Regions from separate parts of the Mus musculus genome. Here all the other regions are linked to region 1. A link is a contact called in public HiChIP or PLAC-seq data. All regions are on one chromosome and are shown on one strand. The core of a region is the stretch at or near the end of the contact, and the rest is flanking DNA. Distances in the headings are between cores, read along the strand shown. Region 1 overlaps Gm39050 (a long non-coding RNA gene). Region 2 holds the start of Omp (olfactory marker protein). Region 3 holds the start of Capn5 (calpain 5).

Region 1 (4,029 bases), core at 48-2,547:
TCAGAATAAATACTTCAAACATAGTTGATGCCAGATGGTCAAGACTTTAATAACTGGCCCCAGGATGGCAGAGAGTTCAGCACTGCTGCGTGACTGATTCACACACAAGAGCTCAGAGAAGCCAAGATTCTTGTTCAAGGTCTAAGGGAAGGTGATGGTTTAACACCGGCCTTCTCTCTATTTTCCCCACACATGTTCATATATTTGAATACTTGGTCACCAGGGATTGGCACTGTTTGTAAGGATTGGGAGTTGTCAGTGGGGGTGGGCTTTGAGATTTCTCTCTCTTGCTCTCTCTGCCTGCATGCTACCATGTTTCCCACCATGATGATAATGGACTAAACCTTTGAATTATAAGCCATCCCTAATTAAATGTTTTCTTTTGTAAGAGTGTTGTTTTTTAGGAATGTGTTTGCAGGCTAGGGATATAGTTCGGTTGATAAGTACTTGGGATATAGTTCAGTTGGTAAGTGCTTATCTTGCATGCAGGAAGCCCTCAGTTCAAACCCCAGCACCACATAAACAGGGCATGATGGTGCATGTCTATACCCGTTGTCCCGGGGAGGTAGAGAGAGAAAGATTAGGAGTTAAAGGTCATCATGGACTTCCTAGTGAGTTCAAGACCAGCTTGGGATACATGAGAGACCTTGTCAAAAGCTAATTGTTTTTAACGAACTGGCATCTATGGAAGGTGTCGCAATCTTATATCAATCAGGTCCTAAATTCATAATCTTTTAAAGTTTTATTTTCGCTAGTTATCTATTAATGAATTTGGCCACTACTGAATTGTGATATTCATAAACAAAAAGGGAGCAGTTACTGGATTTCGTTTTATAAATGTCAATTTTAGTAACACCACTCACTGCCAGGACAATCTTGGCAACCCCCAGTCACCTCCCATGGCTCAGAAACAGAGAGGGAATGGCCTTTGCCTGGGAAGTAGTAGGCTAGCAGAGCATCAAATACTGGCTCATGTCTTGGTTTGTTGTGATTTTCTTTTCTCTTTTTTTCTTTGACACAGAATCTCACTACATAGCCCGGGTTGGTCTGGAACTCCCTATGTAGAACAGGCTGCCCTCAAAATTGCAGGGACCTTCTGCCTCTGTCTCTGAGTGTTGAGATTATATGTGTGCACTAACACACCCAGCTTTCATTATGATTCTAAATTGACAATATTTTTCTTGTTTGATTTCTAGCTACTGTTGGACTGGTTCCTCCCTTTTTTGGCTCAGACTGTTATATTTCACAGAACCCGCTGTGACTCATGCTTGGGTCAGTTGCATTCTGTCCCTTAATTTTCTAATAAGTAGACTCTAAGAGAAGCAAGCACACACAGGCCCGGTGGAGACGCAGCTGGACCCTGTTGCTGAGATCAGTGTAAATATTATCTCTGTAAATTTTGTTTGTGTGCTGACACTTCCAGGGCCATGTTGATAGCTGCCAGGGCAAAAGTGCTACTTAGTTAACACACAACACTGTTTGTAATTCATCTCAATGAGATTGCATGTTCTCCCATTGTAGAATGATAATAATGTGAGTTTGACTCTATGTACACTGATACACTGGTATCCTTCTACATGGAAACAAGAAAATTTCCACTGCTCAGCAGGACATGACGTGTTACAGTTGAAGACTCGTGCTGTAGAGTTAGTTAGATCCCTTGCATCTCAGCTATGTGATATGAGGTCACACGCTTCTGTTTTAGTTTCCTAATGTTTAAATGAAGCAAAAATACTACAAAAATACTTGTGCTTTAAAAATCCATCCAGGCCGGGCGTGGTGGCACACGCCTTTAATCCCAGCACTCGGGAGGCAGAGGCAGGAGGATTTCTGAGTTCGAGGCCAGCCTGGTCTACAAAGTGAGTTCCAGGACAGCCAAGGCTACACAGAGAAACCCTGTCTCAAAAAAAAAAAACCCAAAACCAAAACAAACAAACAAACAAAACAATCCATCGAGATAACAATATGCCTGGAACAAAGTAAATGATGCTTACTGCATTTCCCTGCTCCGTCTCCTGTTAGGGCAAATCCAAATGGCTCCTCCGAGATTTCACCAGATACACAGAGATCATCTCTTACCATAACCTGTCAAGTACCCAAGGCACTCCTTTTCTAAAAAAACAGAGTAGTATCTTTTAAAGACTGGACAATTTTGTAGGACAATTTTAACACTGTGGATACACTTTTTATATGTTTTCCCCAAAAGCAATAAGCTGTGCTAAGACTTAAGATGAAGAATATTGTCACAGACTTGAGAAACTCTATTAGAATTACAAAGCAGCTCCCTGGATGGGCAGGATGATGGGGACTTTGGACAATTAAATTTGAATATTAAATAAAATGACCTTATTTTATGCTTCAAGTTGTTAAATTTAAAACAAACTACCTGATATTAGTAATTTAGATGTTGTAAAAAAAAAAAGAATTTTTAATTCTTTGTGGTGTGTATGTGTGTGTATGTAAAACCAGATATGCCACAGCATGCTTGTGGAGGTCAGAGGATGACTTGCTGGAGTTGCTTGGCACCACCCCTTTACCTTCTAAGACAGCCTGTAACTTCCAGCCAGGACCTGTGGACCACAGAGTGATTCTGTTGGCTGGCTTGCTTGCTTGCTTGCCTTTGCAGCAAATGGACTCCAGCACCTCACACATGCTGGACAAATGTTCAGCTACATGTACGTGTTCTTAGCTACATCCCGCACCTGGTGTGTTTATAAAAAGATAAAGAGGTATAAGAATATGTTCTATGGGGGTGTGATGAAGTATAGGGGGAGGGGTGCCTCAGTGGGCCCATGCTGAGGCATCCCTTCCCACTGAGGGACCACGAGAGACAGTATGGTATAGAATAGAGTTTATTGAAGGCATGGAGAGGGAAGTTAAGAGGGTAGTAGAGACAGAGAAAGGCAGAGAGAGGGAGAGAGTAAAGAAGTAGAGGCCGACCATGACCACGTGAAGAGAAGGGGAAAGGGAACAGGGGTGGGGGAGGGGAGCAAGAGGGAGAGGCAAGAGAGGAGGGAGGGGGCAAGCAGCCCCTTTTATAGTGGGCCAGGCCTACCTGGCTATTGCCAGGTAACTGTGGGGTGGAGCTTAGACAGAATGATAACCACACCCCAGTAGTTAGTTTTGTTCCTTTGAGATAAGGTCAGGCTGAGCAGCCCCAGACTGGTAAGACATTCTTACTTGTTCCAAAGACCCTTCCGAAAAGAGTGACCTAGACACCTGCTAAATGTTAGAGTCATCAGCACCTGAGACTGGATAAGCAGTGTACTGGGAGGAAGGACAACAGCCTGCTTTCTATGTGCGGCCCTGTCCCAACAGCTCTATGAGTCTTGCAGATGCTCACTGGTTACAATGGTGACATCTCAATAAACCCACTGGGACTCTCCTATGTGCAAAAGACACTGGATACCACTACCCTACCCAGCACTGCAGCTCAGCTTTGCCTACCTCCAACACGCTTCGAACTCTCATAAGCTACAGCTGGGCACAATCACCAGACACAAGGCCTATTTTCTGTTTTATAATAAAGAGTTGAATGTCTCAAGTCATTTATTGAATACCCATACTTCAAAACTGCTGAGAAAATAGGAACTATGAAACAGCAATTGTTTACCTTCAAGATCTCATGGTGGGAATGGCCTGGCATTCTGCTCTCCTGGGAGAGATCAAAACTCAAAATCTGAAGTGTAAAGTTTCTGGTGGTGGTTTGCTTAAACACCATCAAGAAGCTGAAAAACTAAAATTGTTGTAAATTGGACACCATCTGTATTTACTATTATTATTATCATTATCATGTGTTATTATAGTTTTTGGGAGACATCATCTCTCTTTGTAGCTCAAGCTAACTAGAACTCACTATATAACCCAGTCTGTTGTCTGTTCTGTGTCTCTGTCTCTGTCTCTCTGTCTCTGTCTGTCTCTCTCTCTGTCTCTCTGTCTCTGTCTCTGTCTCTGTCTCTCTCTATCTCTCTGTCTCTGTCTCTCTCTATCTCTCTGTCTCTGTCTCTCTCTCTCTCTCTCTCTCTCTCT
Region 2 (3,858 bases), core at 560-3,059, 370 kb before region 1:
ACGCCCTCAGATTGCCCCCCAGCCTCACGAGTCCACACATGCACATGTAGGCACACAATAAATGAATAAATAAACAAATAAATGCAACGAAAAAACTCTTTAAGATCAGTGTGTAGTGCTGGGAGCACTGAAGCGGTTTCTCGTCAGAGCGTAAGTAGCACTGCCTCAGTGACAGCTCTCAGGCTCACGCCCAGGGCCAGCCGGTGAGCAGGCAGCTTCACCTCATCTCTTTCCAATTCTGTCTTCGGGAATTGCTGCTAGTGGCCCCAAGGGCTCACCCCAGGGGTTGAGGTTGATTTTTCTCAGCACTGGGGTCTGAATCCAGGATCTTGTCTGTGCCAGCTGAGCACTCTATACTGACACCTCTGAGCTTCTCCTTCATCCCAAAACCCCCACTGGAGAGGCTGAGGCAGGAGGATTGTGAGATTGAAACCAGTCTCGGCAACTTACTGAGGTCCTGCCTTAAAATAAAAAGGAACTGATCTAGGGCGTGTGGTTCAGTTACAGAGCCCTTGAGTTCAATTCCCAGTACTCTACAAACAAAACAAAATAAAACAGTTTGCCGTGGTGACTCATACCTGTGAGCCCAGCACGTGGGAGGCTCAAGCAGGAGGGTTTCTGGGAGCCTGAGGCCAGCCTGGATGGCTACACAGTGCGGCCCTGCGCCAAACAACACAACACAAAACAAACACAAACAAACAAATAGAACAGAGCAGGCAAGTTGCCCATCGTGCATCATGGGGCTCTGTGCTGGTCATAACCCCAAACCCCGAGTGGTTCAGTTGACCTCCATCTGGCAATAGAATGTACTTCTGATCCCCTAGACCGTTCCAGTGGTTCCAGCTACTACACCTCACCCCATGCCTCTTTCGTGTGTGTGTGTGTGTGTGTGTGTGTGTGTGTGTGTGTGTGTGTGTGTGTGTGTGTGATGTTCCGAGACAGCAGCATCTCTGTCTCCACCACTCAGAGGCACTCACAGACTCCAGTTCTGCCATCTGTCCACATACACTGCCTGGGTTCCACCTCCCACTGACATTCCCTTGTAGGTCCCCAGCTTCTTCCCTGGCCTCACGTCTCCCACGGGAGGTGGAGGATCAGTTTAGGCGGAATGGCTGGTAGGATTTTGGTGGACGTGAGAGCCAATCCTGTGGCTATGTGGTTGGATCGATCAAACCACGGCCTCTGGGAGCCGAGCCAGCCGTCTGTCTGGCAGATGATTTGGGATTTGAGAGCTGCAGGTTCAGATGGGAGGTGACAGCTGGGCTGGGTCCTGATGGTGATAAAGGAGAGGGAGACACCAGGGCACCTGACAGGACCTGACAGGGGCTATGACAGAGTGGGGTGGGGGGTGCGGAGGAGGAGGCAACCATGGAAAGTTGGCTTGGCTGACTACAGAAAACTGAAATGTGTGCCACCGGTGCTACCCCGCCCTGCCACCTCTTTCCTGGACAGTCTTCGGTTACCTCCATGTGTCTATAACCTCACCTATCTCCCAACAGCCCTGTGGAGTATTCCATTCTTCACAAACAAGCAAAGCTCCAGCTTGCCACTACCACTGTAGTCAAGGTGGTTGCCACAGCAGTTGATATCAGTGCTCTGGTCCCCAGGGAGCCCATCACCCTCCAGCCTGCCTACAGCACAGCTTTACCAGTTAGGAGGCAGTTGGACACACACACTCCTGTGTCCCCTGTTCTGAGAACTGGGTGGGGCCAGAAAGGCTGGAAAGGGAGGCGGGCCTTCAGGTGGCCTCTTCTCTTGGCATCGGAGGATCCAGCCCACTTGATTCCCTGACGCTGGTGGTAGTGGTGGCAGTGGCAATCGCTGTAGCACTTGGGCCATGGCAGAGGATGGGCCGCAGAAGCAGCAGCTGGAGATGCCGCTGGTTCTGGACCAGGACCTGACCCAGCAGATGCGGCTCCGAGTAGAGAGCCTGAAGCAGCGTGGGGAGAAGAAGCAGGATGGTGAGAAGCTGATCCGGCCGGCTGAGTCCGTCTACCGCCTCGATTTCATCCAGCAGCAGAAGCTGCAGTTCGATCACTGGAACGTGGTTCTGGACAAGCCCGGCAAGGTCACCATCACGGGCACCTCGCAGAACTGGACGCCCGACCTCACCAACCTCATGACACGCCAGCTGCTGGACCCCGCCGCCATCTTCTGGCGCAAGGAAGACTCCGACGCCATGGATTGGAATGAGGCAGACGCCCTGGAGTTTGGGGAGCGCCTTTCTGATCTGGCCAAGATCCGCAAGGTCATGTATTTCCTCATCACCTTTGGCGAGGGCGTGGAGCCTGCCAACCTAAAGGCCTCTGTGGTGTTTAACCAGCTCTGATGACAGCCCTGGCTGCCCTACCCCTGGCCCCACCTCTCCCTTGCCTGGATCTCCTTCCTCATGTGTATTTTGGGGACATTCTTCTAGCTGCTCCTCCTGTGCTCATCTTGGCCAGAGTTCCCCCGAGTGCTACATCCCCTCCTTTTCCCTGGTGCCAGTGCTGCGGCTCACAGTGATGTCCCATGGCTCCGTAGTCTAGAAGCCGGATGCTGCTACTATAGACTGTAGAGGCCTTTTGGGTCCACGTGGGAAGATGGATGGGCCCCCTGTGGTGAAGAGCGGGACTGAGAGATAAAGAGACTGACCAAGAGATGCAAACGGCCAGCACTGATTCCTCCCTTCAGGGATGGGAGACTGAGACTGGACAGGAACACCTTCCGGGGAACCTGGCAAGAAGGCGTTTGCCCTGCTGGCCAAAGCTGGAGCCAGGAGGCGAATGCCCAGCCTCTGGCAGCAGGAAGGTTCTCCTCCCAGTGTCGGCAGCAGCCCGCTGTGACCTTAGGGCCTTCAAGACACTGGGCAGGATGACAGCGGGGCTTGATCTGACTGCTTTTCCAGGTCTGGGCCTGGTTTTTATGGAGAAGTGAGAGAGCGTGTAGAAACTGAAACAACTCTAGCCACCCACGCTCATATGGGTATTGAGAGATGGCATAACTATTTGTATGGATGTGGGCCTGAGGGCTAGTCCTGGTGAGGAGTAAGGCTAACTTTAGTTTAATTATTGAGCTGGTACTGGCTTGTGGACTTGGTGGAGGTGATCCTGACTGAGGCGTCCTTGGTGCAGTGCTTTTTGAACTGGGAGACTGAGACTCGAATGGTGTAGCAGAGTTAGAGGGGTCCAGGGCTCTGAGCTAGCAACAGTGATGTCCCTGTTAGGAAGGCTGGCATTTGCTGCTCGCTGGTGTTGTGCCCTGCTGTCACCCCCCTGGGCATATCCTGGCTGTTCTCCTGGAGTGCAGACCCCTAAGTAAGGCTTGGGTGGGGGCAGTTAGGATGCCTGACGTCTGAAGTGGGCTGGAGCTATCTGACTGTGATGCCTAAACTGACAGGAAAACGGTGGCACAGTTAGCAGGTTCAGCTCTACCCCAAGTCTCATTGTCCCTCGCCTTGCACATCCTGAAAGCCTTCCATTGCCTGTTACCTAGCATCAGCCAGAGGTACCTCAGCAGTGTCCCCTGACTGTCTCAAGGCTGCCTCCCTCGGGCATACTGAAGGTAGGATCTGTCCCAGCTGGTGAGCTGCCAGGACTGCAAACCCCAGCTCAGGTGCAGGATTCTGGAGGCAGGAGATAGGCTGTGGTACCGGTGTCTCTTGAGCCGGTGCCTCTGCTCCATAACATGCTTGCCGAAGCACTGGCCGGTGCTTCTGGACTCTGCTGACTCTAGGGAGCCACACCCAGACAGTGCCTCTGCCTTTCTGCTTCTCTTCCTGACCTCTCCCTACAGCTTTAGAGACCCCTTTGGTTCACACTGCCTGTGCCCCAACTCTGCCTCACTCGGATCCGTCTGCCCTGTGGGGACATGAGTGTC
Region 3 (3,694 bases), core at 387-2,886, 410 kb before region 1:
TGTGTCTCTGCTGCTGGAGACACTGTATCTTTATACAATGAGCAGGCTGGGCTAGAGGACAGTAACAGCTAGAGGGCCCCATAAGGACTTCCCAGGAGTTAAGCCAATGAGACCCCACGACTGCAGTGTGGGTGCTGCTTTGAGTTCTGCAGTACAGGTCTCATGTCCAAGGCCACACAGCTAAGGAGTCAAGGCAGAGCCCACGAATGAAACCAACACATAGTACCCTCTCCTGGCTCCATACTCAGAGCTATAGAAGAGAGTCAGAGCATTCTCTGGATACCATGGCTTTGTGGGCTGAAGAACACACTTTCCCAGACATGACCCCTGCTCTATCTCGGAAGATTTGAGAGGTGCCCTGACAGAGGTAATGCTACTTGCTACCTTGCTTGAGGACTTTGACTGAACCTTTTTGACATTTTTTGTCTCCACAATCACCATGTGCTTCTCCTAGAAAGCCCATTTTACAGACAAGGAAACTGAGACCATTAAAGGATATAGAACTTTCTCGGTAACTGGTGGAGTGAGCCCTTGATCCAGATCTGCTTTGTGGACCAAGGGCTTCTGGACAGAGACACGCTGAGGCTGTGTGGAGGCAATAGAAGAGCTTTTCTGTGGGGATGGAAAGAATGTAAAAACCCTAGGCCGGCGGCCATAGGCCAGGACTAGGGTAAATGGAGAGCGGAACCTAGTAGTCTTGGAACATTGTGCGTGGGTGGTGGTGGGTAGGGGGAACAGCAACATGGTTGGAAACTATTTGGTCAGTCAGGTAACCAGATGGAGCTACACTTAGGTGGCCAGGGACAGGGGTGAGGTAGAGGGCCGGATGACTGAGGTTGAGGTAATCATTAACAGAGACCAGGAAACTAGAGGGATGAGTGGGCCTGAGTTTCTGACCTGTGAGCGACTAGTATGACCAGGTCAGACAAGCTTTGTCTCTGTGGCCTTAGAGTGACCCAGCCTACTGTTGGCCAGCCCTGGTCATCTATAAATCTCCCTGGGATTCCCCCAAACCGCCTGGCCTGAGGAGATTGCAGTTTCCACTTCACAGAGTAAGAAACCAAGGCTTGGTGTATTCCAGGGCATTCTGAAGGCAGTCAGAGAGGGTCAAAAATCTGGGCCCTGCTGCTTTAGTCTACACTCAGAGCAGATAAATGCCCAGGACAGGACAGGTCTGGACAGGATAGGGCCAGCTTCCCTTAACTGACTGGGGCCCTCTGGACACCTCACCAGGGCCTACATTCCTCTTCTCCAGCTAAAATCTTGGGAATGGGTGTTTGGATACAAATGGAAAGGGAGTGGTTCTCATCTCATTGGGTCTTCCCATTCTCAGCTGCCCTGCCTTGGCCCTGTCTGAGCCCGGCTAAGATGCATACCCCAAGTCGGCCAACATTCTCTGCCAGCACTTAGTGGGGCACGCAGGTCCTCCAAGGCCAATGGCGAGGTAGGCAGCCAACGTCCCGGGATGCTCTCCTATCGCGGACAGCACTGGAGTGGGGTTTGAAGGAGTGTTGGGTCAGGGCCACCCTTTCAGTTTCGAGCCAGCACTATCGGGCGGCCTCAGGGAGGGGGGTGGGGGGGGGGAGGCACAGCCTCTCTAGTTCGCATGCGCAACAACCTCCCTTTCCCCGCCCCGCCCCACCCCGGGAGACCACGCCTCTGGCCTCCAATGGGAGGAGGCTGAGAGGAGGGGCGGGACAGACTGAAGCCCGGGGGTCCAAGTTCCAACCCCCGCCTGCGGGCTGCCGGGGTATCATCTCCCCGCAGAGTCCCAGGCTGTGGCGCGGGCTGGTCTAGCCTCCGCTCCAGTGCCCGCACTGTGCTCTGCATCCCGGGAGTCCAGCTCCAGCTGCGGCGACGCGGCAGGTAGGAGGCGCTGCGCGGAGGGAGGCGTGTGCGAGCGCACATTAGTGTGCGTTTGGGTGTGTGTGCAGGTGCAGCGCGGGCCAGTGCGTGCCTTGGGAGCACGAATCCGAGCAGGGGTTGTACATCCCGCGGATTCAGGGCTGGGAGTTGAGCGCTGGCCTGCAGGCCTAGGAGGCGGAGCCCCACCCCCACCCCACCCCCCAAAGATATGCCCGGGGCCCCTGAGCTCATCCCTACCTCCACCCGCAGCCCTGGGTGAGAAATCAACCTCACCTCCACCTGGGTGTTCTGAGGCCGCGTTCCCAGTGCAGAAGTGCTGGGGTGTGCTTATCACTGGTGGGCTAGACTCTAATCTTCCTTACAGGTCCCCTTTCCTGTCCTCACGCCTGTGCTCCTCAACCCATTAAACCTTCTAACCTTTCTAGATGTCCACATCCCATGGTTTGGAGTAGGCATGAGACCATGAGACCAAAGATCCCAGGTAGATGACCCTTCACCCCTTCTTGGCCACAATCCCCTAGTTGAATGGGGGTGGGGGGGGGGGCTCTTCCTTACCTTCAGGGCTGGGTGTGTGGCACTGGGAGCAAGGCGGGTCTGGCAGAAACTGGCTTTTTTCGGAGACAATTCAGGATTGATCCTATCTCCAGCTGTCAGGATTGGGGGTGGGGAGTGTAGGAAAGGTCCCCCTAAGGGGGCCCAGGGGTGGAGTGGGGCTGAAGAGCAATAACAGGTGCTCATTTGCCCTGGCAGTCTTTCCTGTGGTGAGAGTCAGCCCCAGACTTCACACAGATGAGCCCCAGCAGCAGAAGGGAAGGCAGCCTCTCTCTAAGGTGACCCAGCCAGAACTGGCACCCAGGATCCCAAGACACAAGCCTTGATCTCCTCTGTGCCAGAGGGTGGAACACTCAGCCAATGCCCAGGGCAGCTAAGTGTTCAGGGAGATCTTCCTGGGAAGCTCTGCTGTGCAAGGGAGGTTGAGGCCTCCCTGGATCCTTGCTGGTCCTTGCTGCAGGCTTAGTGTTTTGGGTGGAGGTGAAGAAGACCAGGGGGGGTCGGGTGTGGTGGGCCCAGCTGCTGCTACTGCCCTAGGCTGGGTCAGAGCTGAAGCCTGGGTGGAGCCTAACCTAAGAGGCTTCTCTTCCCACTGAGAGGATGGAGGGCCAACAGATGAGCTCCTGACTGGCGTGGTGAGAAGGCAGAGTCAAGCACAAGTCAGAGGGGCCATCCTTGCCTGGGAGCTGATGAGAGTTCATCTGAACAAGGACTAGGAAAAGTCCAACAAGGTGAAGAAAGGACCGTAGAGTCCAAACTACGAAACAGTCAGGCTAGGAAAGCTCACGGACAAACACAGGGTGTGACATTGAATGCCAGTCTGGACGGTGGGTGTGTCTGACAAGGACCATCTTTAGCTACCCTGGGGAAGAGGTTGCTATAGAGGTTACAGTAGGGAGAGCCCCACCCCCTTCCTGGCTGTTCTCAGCACCCACTGCAGGCTAGGTGTGACAAGTCAGGAGAGAACCCTCTGGGGCTCCCGGAACAGGAGTGGAAGGTCTAGGGGAAGCTTCACGGGCCCATTACTGGGTAAGAGCAATGTCTGCCTCTGAAACAGTACCAAACAGGTGGCAGTTGGGCATTGGTGGCAGGAAGCCTGTGGCTTTCAGTGGGACATCTGTGGGCTTCTCAGAAGCCTCTGCTGTCTCTGTCTTATTCTTCTCTAATTTCCCTGAATGCTCTTAGGATGGCTCTGAGATCTGGTCCCCCCAAAAGGAGGCCTTCCTTGTCCCCTCAGAGGGTGCTGGGAAGCCACTCTCCACCACCCTCTTGCCTG

The links. HiChIP or PLAC-seq counts read pairs in DNA pulled down with a chosen protein or histone mark.
Region 2: a contact with region 1 is called in an HNF4G HiChIP or PLAC-seq map of pancreatic cancer cells. The contact joins the promoter of Omp here to the enhancer-like site in region 1. A contact is called at or near these places in 1 of 115 datasets of contacts at active chromatin or transcription factors (pancreatic cancer cells) and 1 of 9 other capture datasets (liver).
Region 3: a FOXA1 HiChIP or PLAC-seq map of pancreatic cancer cells shows a contact between it and region 1. The contact joins the promoter of Capn5 here to the enhancer-like site in region 1. A contact is called at or near these places in 2 of 39 promoter capture datasets (cranial neural crest and liver), 2 of 484 Hi-C or Micro-C datasets (embryonic stem cells and muscle stem cells), 2 of 115 datasets of contacts at active chromatin or transcription factors (embryonic stem cells and pancreatic cancer cells) and 1 of 9 other capture datasets (adipose tissue).

The regions. Positions count from the first base shown.
Region 1 is chr7:97,768,294-97,772,322 of GRCm38.p6, reverse strand. The region is part of intron 1 of Gm39050 (a long non-coding RNA gene); the gene reads left to right. Among named protein-coding and RNA genes, the nearest start is that of Gm39050, 30 kb to the left of the region's middle. Within about 2 kb of position 1,297, at least 42 of the 459 cell types and tissues checked have an H3K27ac peak or open chromatin away from gene starts, as enhancers often do. A contact at or near this core is called in muscle stem cells and pancreatic cancer cells, where this site is marked.
Region 2 is chr7:98,143,398-98,147,255 of GRCm38.p6, reverse strand. Omp (olfactory marker protein) reads left to right here and starts at 1,809. Exons shown (of 1, transcript NM_011010.2): 1 at 1,809-3,858. The coding sequence starts at 1,838. The coding sequence ends at 2,329. All of the region lies in intron 3 of Capn5 (calpain 5), which reads left to right.
Region 3 is chr7:98,176,216-98,179,909 of GRCm38.p6, reverse strand. It overlaps Capn5 (calpain 5), which reads left to right and starts at 1,636. Exons shown (of 13, transcript NM_007602.4): 1 at 1,636-1,866. It overlaps Gm16938 (predicted gene, 16938), which reads right to left and starts at 2,716. Exons shown (of 3, transcript NR_045972.1): 1 at 2,422-2,716; 2 at 500-585.